Linked DNA regions of Mus musculus: region 1 is linked to region 2. The links are chromatin contacts, called in public HiChIP or PLAC-seq maps. All regions are on one chromosome and are shown on one strand. The core of a region is the stretch at or near the end of the contact, and the rest is flanking DNA. Distances in the headings are between cores, read along the strand shown.

Region 1 (3,696 bases), core at 748-3,247, 330 kb after region 2:
AAGTCTGTTAGGTTCAGTGAGAGGCCCTGTTTCAGAATATATGCCAGAGAATAACCAAGGAAGACACTTAATGCTGACCATACACACACACACACACACACACACACACACACAGGCCAAGCAGGCCTGGGCTCAAGTCTTGACCCAATACTTCCTTCTTGTGGCCATTTTTATTGCCTTCTCTCTTTGAGCCTCAGTTTATCCAGCTGAGCAGTGGAGGTAATACAGGACAAGTTCATCTTTCCTTGATTTAGTTATAGAACCACAGTCCCAGTCGGTCGATCATAAGACGAAAACATCATTAAGTCAAAAATGTATTTAATTGCCACGAACGAACACTGACATTGCAGCTTAGCCTCGCTGACCTTGAATGTGCTCGGAACATTGACATCAGCCTACAGTGGGTGACATCATCTAACACAACGCCTAGTTTTATGATAAAGTGTGAAGCTGGCTGTGGTGGTACATGTCTGGAATCTTAGCACTTGGGAGGCTGAGGAAGCAGGAGGATCAAGTTCAAAGCCAGTCTGAGGTACACATGAGACGCTGAGGTGGTTAGCGTTACTGTCAGAATCTAGAATCACCTGGGACAAGGATCTCTGGGCAGAGAATAGGATCAACCACCCTGACTCTGAGCTTGGGTGGTATGAATGAAGAGATGAGCAGCCGGGGGTGTTGATTGCTTTTAGCCTTCAGATCACTGATACAATATAACCAGCTGCTTCCAGTGTCTGATTCCCTGATGTCTCTGCTTGGATGGAAGGGGTACTGAACTGCCAGCCAGGAAAAACCAAAAACAAAATAATAATAATAATAATAATAATAATAATAATAATAAAACCTTTGTCCCTTAGGTTGCTTTATTTGTTACTTTTCTATTTCTGTGATAAAACACCATGGCCAAGGCAATTTACAGAAGAAAACGCTTAATTGTGCTTACAGTTGCAGAGGCTTTAGAGTCCCTGATGCAGAGCATCCTGACATTACAGGAATGGTATCTATTTGCATCCCTAAGCAAAGGCGTAGCCCCAGGAGCAGGCACCCAGATCTCATATCTTGAATCTGAAAGCACAAAGCAAAAAGAGTGAACTAGAAATGGCTCACATCGCTGGGCGGTGGTGGTGAATGCCTTTAGTACCAGCACTTGGGAAGCAGAGGCAGAGGCAGAGGCAGAGGCAGGCGGACTTCTAAGTTCGAGGCCAGCCTGGTCTACAGATTGAGTTACAGGACAGCCAAGGCTACACAGAGAAACCCTGTCTCAAAAAAAAAAACAAAAACAAAAACAAAAACAAAAAACAAAAAAAAAAAAACAATAAATGAATAAGTAAATAAAAATAAATAAAATGTAAAAAGAAATGGCTCATATCTTTAAATTCCCCAGCCCACCTCCAATGACATACTTCCTCCAACAAGGCCATGCCTTCTAATCCTCCCCAAACAGTACCAACAACTGGAACCAAGTGTTCAAATGCCCAGCACTGTGGGGGACACTCCATTCAAACTACCACAATTGCTTCTGTCAGGGAATTTTTAAACATCGCAGCCACAGGGAATGGAATGAAGACAGACCCTGTCTTAGTTAGGGTTTCATTGCTGTGAAGAGACACCATGACCACAACAACTCTTATAAAGGAAAAAATTTAATTGGGGCTGGCTTACAGTATCAGAGGTCCAGTCCATTATCATCATGGCAGGAGGCATGGCAGAATAGTGCTGAGAGTTCTTTTTGTTTGTTTTTGGTTTGTTTTTGTTTCGAGACAGGGTTTCTCTGTGTAGCCCTGGCTGTCCTGAAATTCACTCTGTAGACTAGGCTGGCCTCCAACTCAGAAATCCTCCTGCCTCTGCCTCCCAAGTGCTGGGATTAAATGCGTGCACCACCACTGCCCAGCAAGCTGAGAGTTCTTGATCTGCAGGCAGCAGAAATGAAACTGAACCACTCGGCTTCAGTTTTGAACAGCTGAGACCTCAAAGCCCCACCCCTAGTAACGTACTTCCTCCAACAAGGCCACACCCCCTAGTAGCACCAATCCCTAGGAGTCAAGCATTCTAACACATGAATCTGTGGGGTCCATTCCTATTCAAGACACCACTGACCCTGAGAGGGAAGGGGTCGGGGAAGAAGTACTGAAGGAAGGGGGGTTGGGCTCTTTAGTCTCTCCTACAGTTTATCAAATACAGTCCAGAAGACAGCAGCTGTACCATCAGAAAGTCAGAAGTTTAACTTCCTAAGTGGAACCATCAGAGTTGGAGGCTGAGATGCACCCCCGCCCCCACCCTGAGGGACACACGACTAAGATTGGGTCAAGAATGCAATAGCTGGGACTAGGGGAGGTTCAAGAGAAGCCTCAAGGAGCCCCCACTGAGCCCCTTTTCCCATCCTTGCTTCTCCCCCAATTCCACTAGTCACAGCCCAGGGGATGAGCTGAGAAGTAGAGACAGAGGCCCAGAGTGAGAGACTTGCAGGGTCAAACTGGGGAACAGAGCCAGGGATCTCAGACAGACAGGAACTCCCCAAGCCTCCTGACCCCTGGCGCCTGGTATCTTCATGGAAGGTACTCTGGGCTGGCTGGTACCCTTTCCCAGGTCAGTGGCCAGGCACCTCTCAGGCACAAACAAACAAACGGAGGTCTTCAGAACTCCCCAGACATGTGTACAGCATGCACTGTGAGCCTTGCACCAGACAACTTGAAAGCCTCCGTCTGTGCCTGGTCTCGTGCTCCGGTTTTTGTTACCTAATTGTTCTGACAAGATTATAAGCATTGACTGAGGCCGAGAGAGACAAGGCTTGCACTTCAGGTAGCCCCAGAACCCTGAGATCAAGATTTATAGCCAAGTCTGCTTGTGTGATGGTTTGTATATGTTTGGCCCAGGGAGTGGCACTGTTGGGAGGTGTGGCCTTGTTGGAGTGGGTGTGGTCTTGTTGGAGTGGGTGTGGTCTTGTTAGAGTAGGAGTGGCCTTATGGGTGTGGGTTTTAATGCCCTTGTCTTAGTTACCTGGGGGCCAGTCTTCTCCTAGCAGCCTCCAGATGATGAAGATGCAAAACTCTCAGCTCCTCTGACGCCATGCCTGCCTAGATGCTGCCATGTTTCCACCTTGATGATAACAGACTGAACCTCTGACCCTGTAAGCCAGCTGCAATTAAATGTTGTCCTTTATAAGAGTTGCCTTGGTCGGGCTGGAGAGATGGCTCAGCCGTTAAAGGCTAGGCTCACAACCAAAAATATAAGAGTTGCCTTGGTCATGGTGTCTGTTCACAGCAGTAAAACCCTAACTAAGACAGCTTATATCCCGGGTAGCCCAGCATCTGCCTCTACTACCTGACCCTACATAGACTCCCACATAGAAGGAGAAAGGAGCTCACATTCTTTCACAGTTCCATACATTCTCTGAATGTCTCCCTGTGAAGCCTCCACCTTTCCCAGCTCCCACCCTTATGCTGAGGTCCTCACCTTGTCCCACCATGTGGCTTCCTGGTCACCAGAGCAAGGTATCAAGTGGTACTTCCTCCATCCCTTCAAATAGAACAGCAGATGGTCATTTATCAGACCCAAGGAATGGACCCACAGAAGGCTAATGAGCTTCCTAGCTTGCTAGAGGCTACCTGGGACCCACAGCCCCTGTCTTAGTTTAGGTTTTATTGCTGTGAAGAGAGACCATGACCAAGGCAACTCTTTTTTTTTTTTTAAAGATTTATT
Region 2 (3,760 bases), core at 879-3,378:
CAGGGTGTATGTATGAAGTATGTGAGTGAGTGTGTGAGCGAGTGTGTGTGTGTATGATACTCTCTGGCCACTGGCTTTGCCCGTACAGCTCCAGGCTCCTGTCCTGGGGACCCCAGGCTTCCTCCCTCACGGCTGCTATTTTTCCTTTGCAGGCCCAGCATGTCTGGACTCCATCTGGTGAAGAGAGGCCGAGAACACAAGAAACTGGACCTGCACAGAGATTTCACCGTCGCGTCCCCAGCCGAGTTTGTCACTCGGTTTGGAGGCAACAGGGTCATAGAGAAGGTAGAGACATGTCTTATAGGCTAGTGATTGAGGGGGCCGGGCCCTTTTCTTCTTGGAGGTCCAGCATCAGGCTTTTTCTTCCCACTTCAGAGGTCGAGGACGCCTCCTCTTGGGACATCTGTTTGGGCAATGAGTGCTTGCCTTTGGGAGCTTTTTACACACACACACAGCATGGGTGAATTAGCCCATTCCTCAGAAATGGAGACTGAGTCTCTGGCCTTGATCAAGAGGCTCCTGAGTGCTTTGGGGAATGGAGCCACTTCCTGGGTCGACGGTAGGAGAGCAGCGAAGCTGCTGCCAGCCACTTTCAGAGGTTAGGGCTTCTTAGAGGAGAGGAGACCACGAACTACAGTGAGCAGGTCCCTTGGTTATGTCTCCTGTGTTCATGACAAGCTGTGGCCCAGAGGTGGGATGCAGGTTGTCCAAGGTTAATAAGAGGAGTCGAAGGGATTTGAACGTGGCTTGATGGTTCCTCCGTCTTGCTCCAAACACTCAGGGTCTCCTGGGAAAGAACATTGCTTTTTTTTAAGATTTATTTATTTTTTTATGTGAGTACACTGTTGCTGTCTTCAGACACACCAGAAGAGAGCATTGGATCCCATTACAGATGGTTTTGAGCCACCATGTGGTTGCTGGGAATTGAACTCAGGACCTTTGAAAGAGCAGTCAGTGAGCCATCTTTCCAGTCCCTGTTTTGGATTTTTTTTGTTTTGTTTTGTTTTTTTGTTTTGAATTTTGTGTATCCCAGGCTAGCCTCAAACCCCAAGGATAAACTTGCCCTTGTGATAATCCCACCTGTACCTCCCAAGTGTGTGCCATGACGGCCAGTCTATGCAGTACTAGCCACTGAACCCAGGACTCCTCCACTTCTAGACTCTGTATTTTGGACTCATTAGGAGACTGTTTTGCTGCGGCGGACCGGGCTCAGTCAGCCCCCCTTAATCTGCAGAAAAAAATTTGGGGGTCCCGGTTTCAGTTGGGCAAAGAGTTGGTGACAATATTAACACAAGGGAGTGTGGTATCTGAATGTAATTTGTCTCAAAGTGAGCAGCAGTCTTATAAGTGACTTTTACACAAAACAGGGAAATGTGTACTTAAAAGCTAACAGGAACCAGCTGGGATAAAATTCAATGTTAACATCTGGGATCAAAAGCAGCCCCACCTAAGGTCAGCTTAATCTTAGAAGTCAGGGGTAAGGGCATCGTGCCCTTGCCGTAGTTCCTATTCTAGTCTATTGTATAGTCCACCTTCCCCATAGGCCATTGTAAATTCCTGTGTATGGGTGTAACTCAGCTATCTATAGTTCTAAGTATCTACTCTGGTTCCTCCCTAGACCCCAATCTTCCTTCTTCCTAGATAATGGTAAATTTTTGCATATGGGAGTAGCTTGCCCTGAGATTTCTAACTCTTATCCAGTAAAATACTGTAAGAAAGCATGCAAGACCCTCCACATTATTGCAGGGACAAATCTGGGGCATTCTAGCTATGGGGATGCCAAATTTCCAGGGGACCAAGTTTCCGTGAACTTTTCACCTCTGGACTATATCCAGGTTTTTGGGGCCTGTCACACGTGTCACTACTGGAATGGATGTAGCGTTTTGCAGCCGGCTCCACTGTGGCTGGTGTTTCGTCCTCAGAACATCACAGCTCACTAGCCTCAGGTAGCCTCTGCCCGGTGCTCTCACACTTTCTGACTTAGTAGCTGATCCCAGCTTGCCCTCAGTACTGGAGATTCATGAGAAAGCCTGTACCTGGAAATGAGAGTGGAGAGATCTAGCTCCCCCCAATGGGGCTCCAAGAATGTGTCTTCCCTTGCCACCTCCAGCCCTCTGAACCAAGCCTTGCTTTAGCAATGAGAAAGCCACGTTAGGCTGTACTCATTCCTTCCCAGTGGTGGCCCTCTCCAGTGATGCTCACCCTGAGTGATTCTCCTCCCCAGTGGTGCTCCTCCCCAGTGGTGCTCCCAGCAGTGATGCTTCTCCCCAGGGGTGCCCCTCCCCAGTCGTGCTCCCCTGCAGTTTTGCTTCCCTGCAGTGGTGTTCCCCAAAGACTTAGCAGGGCCATGCAGGAGAGCCAGGAGCCTTGGTCAAGGCCTGAGGTCACAGTGTGAGCTTGACTGGGCCTGAGTTTCCCCATCTGTTAAACAGAGGCAGTCACATCCCACACTTCAGAGGAGGCCAGGCCTTAGCAGCATGGCCAGGGTTGTGTAGCAGTGGGAGAGAACACAGGAAGGAACTGCTCTGTGAGTCAGAGCTTGAGACCAGAGGCCTAATTACCTGTGGAGATTGGGTATTATTTATTTATTTTAAAGATTTATTTATTTATTATATGTAAGTACACTGTAGCTGTCTTCAGACACTCCAGAAGAGGGTGTCAGATCTCATTACGGATGGTTGTGAGCCACCATGTGGTTGCTGGGATTTGAACTCCAGACCTTCGGAAGAGCAGTCGGGTGCTCTTACCCACTGAGCCATCTCACCAGCCCGGGTATTATTTATTTTGAGACAGGGTTTCATTCTGTAGCCAGGATATCTGTGACCTTGAAGTCTTTCTTCAGTTTCTAGACAGATTCTGCCTGGATTCTTTTTCTTTTTCTTTTTTTCTTTTTTTCTTTTTTTTTTTTTTTTAAGATTTATTTATTATTATATGTAAGTACACTGTAGTTGTCTTCAGACACACCAGAAGAGGGAGTCAGATCTTGTTACGGATGGTTATGAGCCACCATGTGGTTGCTGGGATTTGAACTCTGGACCTTCGGAAGAGCAGTCGGGTGCTCTTACCCACTGAGCCATCTCACCAGCCCCCTTTTTTTTTTTTTTTTTTGAGACAGGGTCTCACTGTGTAGCCCTGGCTGCCCTGGAAGTCTCTGTGTAGACCAGGATGGCCTCAAACTCAGAGATCTGCCTGTCTCTGCCTCCTGAGTGCTAACATTATGCCCAACTCAAAAGATTTATGTATTCTATATTATGAGTGTTTGTCAGCATATGTATGTATGAATGTATGTATGTATGTATGTATGTATGTATACATGTATATATATATACATATATATATACATGTATATATATACATACATATATGCAGTGTGCATGCAGTTTTCTCAGAGGACAGAAGAGGGCGCTAGATCCCCTGGAACTGGAGTTACAGATGCTTATAAAAGATCTGCTGTGTAGGTGCTGAGAACTGAACAACCCAGGTCCCCTGTCAGAGCAGCCAGAGGCCTACCGAGCCATCTCTCCAGGCCTGAGAGATGCTGATGGTCTTTCTTTAGTGCTGGGGGATTGTCTTAGTTAGGGTTTTACTGCTGTGAAGAGACACCATGACCAAAGCAACTCTTATAAGGACAACATTTAATTGGGGCTGGCTGACAGGTCCATTATCATCAAGGCAGGAGCATGGCAGTGTCCAGGCAGATGTGGGGCTTGAGAAGCTGTGAGTTCCACCTCTTGTTCCGAAGGCAGCTAGGAGAAGACTG

Evidence for each region. HiChIP or PLAC-seq counts read pairs in DNA pulled down with a chosen protein or histone mark.
Region 1: a contact with region 2 is called in an H3K27ac HiChIP or PLAC-seq map of embryonic stem cells, with 5 read pairs. The contact joins two enhancer-like sites. A contact is called at or near these places in 2 of 484 Hi-C or Micro-C datasets (bone marrow-derived macrophages and embryonic stem cells) and 2 of 115 datasets of contacts at active chromatin or transcription factors (both in embryonic stem cells).

Annotation. Positions count from the first base shown.
Region 1 is chr5:114,515,249-114,518,944 of GRCm38.p6, forward strand. No RefSeq gene overlaps it. Among named protein-coding and RNA genes, the nearest start is that of Gm13790, 34 kb to the right of the region's middle. Within about 2 kb of position 1,998, at least 7 of the 459 cell types and tissues checked have an H3K27ac peak or open chromatin away from gene starts, as enhancers often do. A contact at or near this core is called in embryonic stem cells, where this site is marked.
Region 2 is chr5:114,183,898-114,187,657 of GRCm38.p6, forward strand. Acacb (acetyl-Coenzyme A carboxylase beta) reads left to right here. Exons shown (of 52, transcript NM_133904.2): 2 at 153-285. Among named protein-coding and RNA genes, the nearest start is that of Acacb, 20 kb to the left of the region's middle. Within about 2 kb of position 2,129, at least 9 of the 459 cell types and tissues checked have an H3K27ac peak or open chromatin away from gene starts, as enhancers often do. A contact at or near this core is called in embryonic stem cells, where this site is marked.